Regions from separate parts of the Ovis aries genome. Here region 2 is linked to region 1. A link is a contact called in public Hi-C data. All regions are on one chromosome and are shown on one strand. The core of a region is the stretch at or near the end of the contact, and the rest is flanking DNA. Distances in the headings are between cores, read along the strand shown.

Region 1 (3,214 bases), core at 237-2,736:
ATCTGAAAGTAACAGCAAAGCCCATCTTACAAGCGCTGGCAGCGAAGGCAGAGAGAATGGGGGCTGGGGGTGAGGTGGGACTCACCGGTGTGGGTCCGGACGTGGCCCTGCAGCAGCCAGGGCCTGGAGAAGGCCTTCCCGCAGGTGCTACAGACGCAGGGCAGCGTGTGGCTCCGGATGTGCATCTTGAGGGCACCCAGGCTGACGTACTCCTTGTTGCAGTATTTGCAGTTGAAGGCTTTGCGAGACTGGGGGTCCTTGGCCACGGAGAGCCCGGTCAGCTGCTTGGGCAGCTGGCCCAAGCCTGGGAAGGCAGCATAGCCCTCAGCCTCCAAGGAGGAGGCTGAAGTGGACGAGAAGGACGAAGGAGCCGGCGAGGGTGGGCTGGGGGGCTGGGAGCCTTTCCCGCTGTCCTCGTCGGACAGGGAGGTCAGCTCGCCAGCCTTGGGGATCTCCTGGGGCAGGAGAGAAGCCCAGCTGATGGGCTGGGCTTGGGGCGCCAAGAGAGAGTCCCAGATGAGTGTCGGCAAGGAGGCGGTGGGATTGAGGACCTCGGGCGGCGGGATGGCTGCCAGCAGGTGGGCCTGGTCGTAGGGCTGCTGGAAAGTGAGCTCTGAGCAGGGGACAGAGAAGAGGGCAAGGTCAGGCGTGAGCTCAGTCAGCCAGCAGACATCAGCCTGATGTGGGCCAGGAGCTGAACGGGGCTAGCACTCAGGGCTTATCAGATGAATACCAGATTCACTACTAGGACCGGCAGTCTGAGCCCCTCTTCACCCAGGTCACCTGGTTCTCCCTCTTCCGGGAAGAATCCCCCTTCCCTAGCTCCGACTCAAGGGGGTCATTTCCACATCTCCATCCTCCTGAGGTACCCAAGTACCCAGCTTGAGGCCAGACCCCAGCATCCTGGCCCCTCGTCTCCTCAGCTGCCAAGGCACCACACCCCTGTCCCAGGCCCCCTTCCATACACATTTCTTCTCCCACACCCTCCCCCAAATCCCCTGGACTCTTTCGGAGCCCTCGGCCCGGCGTCTGTCCAGATAGAAGGCTCCTCTTCTCACTTTTGGGAGGGGCGCCCCTCTTCTCTGCGGCTGCTAAGTTTCCGTTTCCTCAGCCCAAGACCACCGCCCTCCAAAAACCCTCTCCACATCTCCCGGACCCACCTGACCCGAGCTTATCCGCACCCAGGCTCTATTCTTTGACTCGACTCTCGCCCCTCGACTTCGTCCCCAAGCCCCCTGCTCCTCCAATGCTCTCCCCATGCAGCCTTCGCTTGCCTCCCCCGAACTCCCCAGGGGTCCGGTCCCCTCACCTGGAGAAGAGTCGTGCAGCTCACTGTAATTGGGTCTCCGGCGGGAGCCCGCAGACTTCCTGACGAGGAAAGAGCGCGGCATGGTGGCCGAAGCAGCGGGTGGTGGGGGGGGGGGGTCTCCCCGGTCGCGCCGGGATCGCAAAGCTCTCCACCCACGACGCCGTGCAGCTGCGCTGTGAGTGGAGACGGGCCGCCGATTCCCTTAAGTACGCCAGTCGCGGGTGGGCGTGGCCCGTCCCAGTCACGCCCCTTTGTCACCTCCGCGCCAATCGAGACGCGCCTTCGCCAGCGGCCCCGCCCCGAGCAGGTGCGCTGGGGGCTGGCGGGGCTCGCGCCGCGTGGCGCTGGAAGCCGGGCGGGGCCGCGCGGACGCCGGGCCTCGGGCGCGTGCATGGGCGCCTGGCGGCGGGCTGCCGGGGGCGGGGCGCTGGGAACCCCTGGACGAGGCGGGACCCCTCTTCAGGACTCGGGCGCCCGGGCCGGCTCGGCGCGGCAGGCTCTCCCGCCTCTGGCGCCCCCTGGCGCCACGCGCCACGGCTCTGGGCACCTGACTTTCGGAGACCGCCACCTCACGGGGCGGGGGGTGCCTTCGCCCGTAGAGTGCCCCGCAGAGAGCGTGGGATTGACCAGGGGCAGCACACAGTTCGGGGGCGGAGAGAAGCAATGGATCCCTCCACGTGGCTGCTGACAGTGTGCCATGCCACGGCCCTTTTTTTTTTTTTTTTTGCAAAGCAAACGGGCATCAGCTAGAAAAACGCACATACTGACTGTGTGCCCACTAACGAACCAGGCACCACTCCCGGCGCTGGGGGGGATACAACCCTGAACAAAACACTCGGGGTCTCTGCTGAAGGGCCGCTCTCCCAGTCACGTGGGGGAGACAGGCGAAGTCAACAGGCAATTCCAATGCAGAGGGAAGTGCATTTCGATGGGTTGGGGGGGGGTGGGGTGGGGACCACAGGGCACTGTGACAGTCAAGAGGCGGGTCACTTGACCAAGGGTCGGGGCAACTTCCCAGAGGAAGTGAAGAAAATGCCGAGGGGAAAGGCCTGAGGTTAGAGGCAGTAACCATCTCAGAGTCATTGAGAGCCTCTCTCAGGATGGGGGTGGGGTGGGCAGGGCGGCAGGGTCAGGGCCTGGAGGAGTCTGGACTTTGCTCCAGGGGCCCTGGAGAGCCGAGGAGGGACCTGTTTGGAGTTTGGTTGAGAAAGATTACTCTGGGCAGGTGGGAGAAAGAAGTGGGGAAGGGCGGAGCTCAGGTAGTTGCCTCACTCGTCTGGGGTCATTGAAACTGTGTCTAAAGGACCTAAGGCTAGGCTCCACCAGGGGTTCACTGACTGATTCAGCTGTGGGCTGGGCCCAGGGGAGGGACTGACTTCACCCCCAGCTCTCCTCTGAGCCCACTGACTGTGAGAGCCACTCCTGTCCTGGACTGGGGATGGGGCACAGGCCTAAATCCGAAGGTCTCTTCAACTTGTTTCCACCTGTGGAAACCTGTTAAGTCCCTCCACTCACCACCCTGCATGAGAGCAGGGACAATTGTCTGGATCCTTAGATGCTGTGAACAAAACAATCAACCTTTCCCTGTTCTAGCTGGGGAGAGGGGGAGGCGGGGGAGACAGGCCACACACAGTCACTACAAAGAATACGGCCTCCTGTACGTCTGTTTACTTCCCATCGTGATTTTCCACCTACATCCAGAGGAAGGAGTAACGCCGTGTCCCTCTGCTTCAAACCTCCTGTGTCCCTATCTCACGCAGAGCAGAAGCCGAATTCTTCACCACTGCCCTCCACCTGCTGACCTGACCTCTGCTGCACTTATCTTGAGCCGCTCTGCCCCTCCCCCTGCACAAAGATCCACCGCCCTCTTTCTGTTCCTCCACATCCCAGCCCTTGGCACCTGCC
Region 2 (3,214 bases), core at 344-2,843, 60 kb before region 1:
AGACTCCTTGTGAAGCCATTCCCTGCTCCCCCCACAGAAAAGCTGACTGGCTCCGAGTCTCGGGTTCCTAGTCAGCACCATTGCTGGTGGGCAGACTCAAGGAAACAGTCTTCAGGGAGGGCAGATGAGCATGACTCTCAGAAGAGAAAATAGGACTCCTCTAGGATTCTTCTAAGAGCTCATCATCTAGAAAATACTTGCCTGAAAAAAAACGAAAGAAAAGACTTGCCTAAGTCCCAGAAGACATGTATGGAGTTGGGGTCTACCTCTTGGAGAGTAAGCCAAAGTGCCTTCCCTGGGGGGGAATACTGCTGCTGCTGCTGCTGCCAAGTCACTTCAGTCGTGTCCGACTGTGTGTGACCCCATAGACTGCAGGCCACCAGGCTCCCCCATCCCTGGGATTCTCCAAGCAATGACACTGGAGTGGGTTGCCATTTCCTTCTCCAATGCATGAAAATGAAAAGTGAAAATGAAGTCGCTCAGTCGTGTCTGACTCTTAGCGACCCCATGGACTGCAGCTTACCATGCTCCTCCATCCATGGGATTTTCCAGACAAGAGCACTGGAGTGGGGTGCCATTGCCTTGGGGGGAATACTACACAGCTGTAAAAAAGAACAAGGCCACAGGGAGGTTCCCAGAATAGTATCGTTAAGTGAAAACAGCTCAGTGCTGCAGCGTATGTCATGAGTGTATGCCTAGTCGTGTCTGACTCTTTGCAACCCCATGGACTGTAGCCTACCAGGCTCCTCCATCTATGGAATTTTCCAGGCAAGAATATTGGAATGGGTTGCCAGGTGGTCCTCCAGGGGATCTCCCTGACCCAGAGATCTCTTATGTCTCCTGCAGCAGCAGGCAGATTCTTTACCACTGAGCCACCTGGGAAGCCCTTGATACTATTTGTAAAACAAAAACAAAATAGGAAAGAAGAGAGATGTGGATTTGTTTGTGGATTCCCAGACAATCCCTGGAAAGTACCAGAAGACACTCTTAACAGTGACAGGCTGAGGGTCAGAAACAGGAAGAAGACTTGGCTTTTTCTTTTCCTTTTTTTTCCCCTTCAGTTATTATTATTTATGAATACAAAACAGTTCAGGCCAACAAAGAAAATATAAAGAATAGCATCCCTACCACCCAACCCAAGAAAGAAAATATGGAGAGAACTGGCACCCAGTGACAGAGTGTTCTTCCTGGCTCACAGGAACCGCCATCCTGAACCTGCAATTTATCCTTCCCACGAGCGTCTTCATTCGCTACTCCCTTAGCACCCTTTGACTTGAACTGAGTTTTGTGCTTTGTTTTCTGTCGGTTACCTCTCGCCCTAGGGATGCAGAAAATTAAAAGACATCTTCTTGCATTGTCACCCCTCCAGACTGCTCCCGGAGCTTCAGTTTCCTGGAACAAGGGGGCTGTAACTCTCCGTCTGGGCCCCCGGAGGCCCCGCACACAGCAGAGGAGCTGGCAGGAGGGCAGAGGCAGCCCTGGGCACCGCGGCCCCAGCCCACTCGCCCGGCTTCTGCAGGCCTGGGGCGTGGAGCCAGCAGGCTGGAGCCAGGCGGCCTCCCGGGCCTCCTCACAGCCGCTTTTGATAAAGCCCCTCTGTGCACGGGGTGGGGGGGCCCCGGCCGGCTGGAGCCAGCTCACATCTGGAGGCCAGCACAGGCCCGGGGCAGCCGGCGCGGCTGACAGCGGCGCCACCCCGAGCCACACGCCCAGCTCTGGGTAAACAGCCCCGCGCCCACCCAGCAGCTCACCTTTCGCCCACAAGGCCGCCTTTCTTCTCGGACCCGGGCCGCGGCCACCGCGAACATTCCTCCAGCACGAGGCAGAACAGGCTGCTGACCTCCAGGCTGGGCCGAAATGTGAATCCAGGCATCAGGTGATGGGGGGGGTGGGGGGGGGGCGGGGCGGGGGAAAGTACCTACTATGTGCCTGGTGCCCACTGAGCTCATTTTGGGCTCCCTGCTGCCCTGGGAGGGGCAACGGTGGTAGAGAGCGTGTGTGTTGGCCCTAAAAGACCAGGGTGCGAAGCCCAGGTCTAGCTGTGTGCGCTTGGGCAAGGTACTCCACCTCTCTGAGCCTTCTCTGTAAAACGGAAATTATAAGAGTGCCTCCCCCAGATTGTTAAAGAAGTTACCCTGGGCGATTCCCGGCAGCCCAGGACTTAGGCTTCTATGCTTCCATTGCAGTTCCCCCTGGGCGGGGAACTAAGATCCCACATGCTGTGTGGTACAGGCAAAAAATTAAATGAAAAAAGAAGTTACCCTAAGTTAACTGCGGAGAATTGTGCCTGGCCTGGCTTCTATGTGATAGATCTTTTGCCTCCTCTGTCACTAATTCAAAGTTATACTCGGGGTGTTCTCTGATGGATACCAGGATCAAGACTGGGAAAACTGTGGGGGCTCGGCCCACTAGGAGCTGTGTCCCTGCTCAGCAGGCAAGGCTCTTGCCCAGCCCCCCGAGGGACACTGGGGCCAGCCTGGGCTCCAGGCGGCAGTGGGGTAGACCATCAGGCCAGGGCTCCCCACATACCCCTTTCTTTGGGGAGCATGACCCAGGACCCTCCTGGGGCCTGCAGGCCTGGGTCCTCGGCTCCTGTGCCAACAGGTGGCAGGATGCGGCCAGGCTTCCTGACTTTGGGCCCGGCGAAGCCTCCAGAACACCCAGTTCTGCCTTTTCCTGGCGGTGAGCCCCTCACTGTGCCCCCGTCTCTCCACCTGAAGGGGCAAGGGCCGGGGAAACAGCACAGGTACCTCCTGACCCTCGATTTCCTCACCTGCCAGGAGGGCAAATAGCACAGGTGCCAGGCATGCCACGGAGCTGGGGAGGGCCACAGGAAGGGCACAGCACCCAACACAAAGCGAGAGGTCTGAGTCGAAGTCAGGGTGGCTTCCTGGAGGAGGCCCCCGTGCTCTCTGGCGGGGGTGTGGTGGGGGAGAAGCAGGACTGGAAGGAGGCTCAGGGCGAGAGAGAGACAGAACGGAGTGCCTGCAACGTACACGGCTCATACTGCCCCGCGGCCCCCAAGAGCCACGTCCCCGTTCCAGCAATTGCCAAGGTCAGCACCCTGGCCATCCCCATTTCACAGATGAAAAAACTGAGGCTCGGAAAGCAGAAATAATTGGTTCCTTCGGGGACTAAAAGTCAGAGTCAGAATTTGAACCCAGGGGGCCAGAATGCCTCCCCCTTCCCTCTCTTCTTCCCCGTTTCCTCACTT

Evidence for each region. Hi-C and Micro-C count contacts between places; a contact is called where the count stands out from the background.
Region 2: a Hi-C map of hypothalamus shows a contact between it and region 1, with 2.7 times the contacts expected there. The contact joins the enhancer-like site here to the promoter of SNAI1 in region 1. A contact is called at or near these places in 14 of 16 Hi-C or Micro-C datasets (blood, hypothalamus, liver and 6 more).

Annotation. Positions count from the first base shown.
Region 1 is chr13:78,050,682-78,053,895 of ARS-UI_Ramb_v3.0, reverse strand. It overlaps SNAI1 (snail family transcriptional repressor 1), which reads right to left and starts at 1,486. Exons shown (of 3, transcript XM_004014881.4): 1 at 1,310-1,486; 2 at 86-613. The coding sequence starts at 1,391.
Region 2 is chr13:78,110,815-78,114,028 of ARS-UI_Ramb_v3.0, reverse strand. It overlaps LOC121816248 (a long non-coding RNA gene), which reads right to left. Exons shown (of 6, transcript XR_009595982.1): 2 at 1-3,214. Among named protein-coding and RNA genes, the nearest start is that of UBE2V1, 48 kb to the left of the region's middle. Within about 2 kb of position 1,593, at least 9 of the 54 cell types and tissues checked have an H3K27ac peak or open chromatin away from gene starts, as enhancers often do. A contact at or near this core is called in hypothalamus, where this site is marked.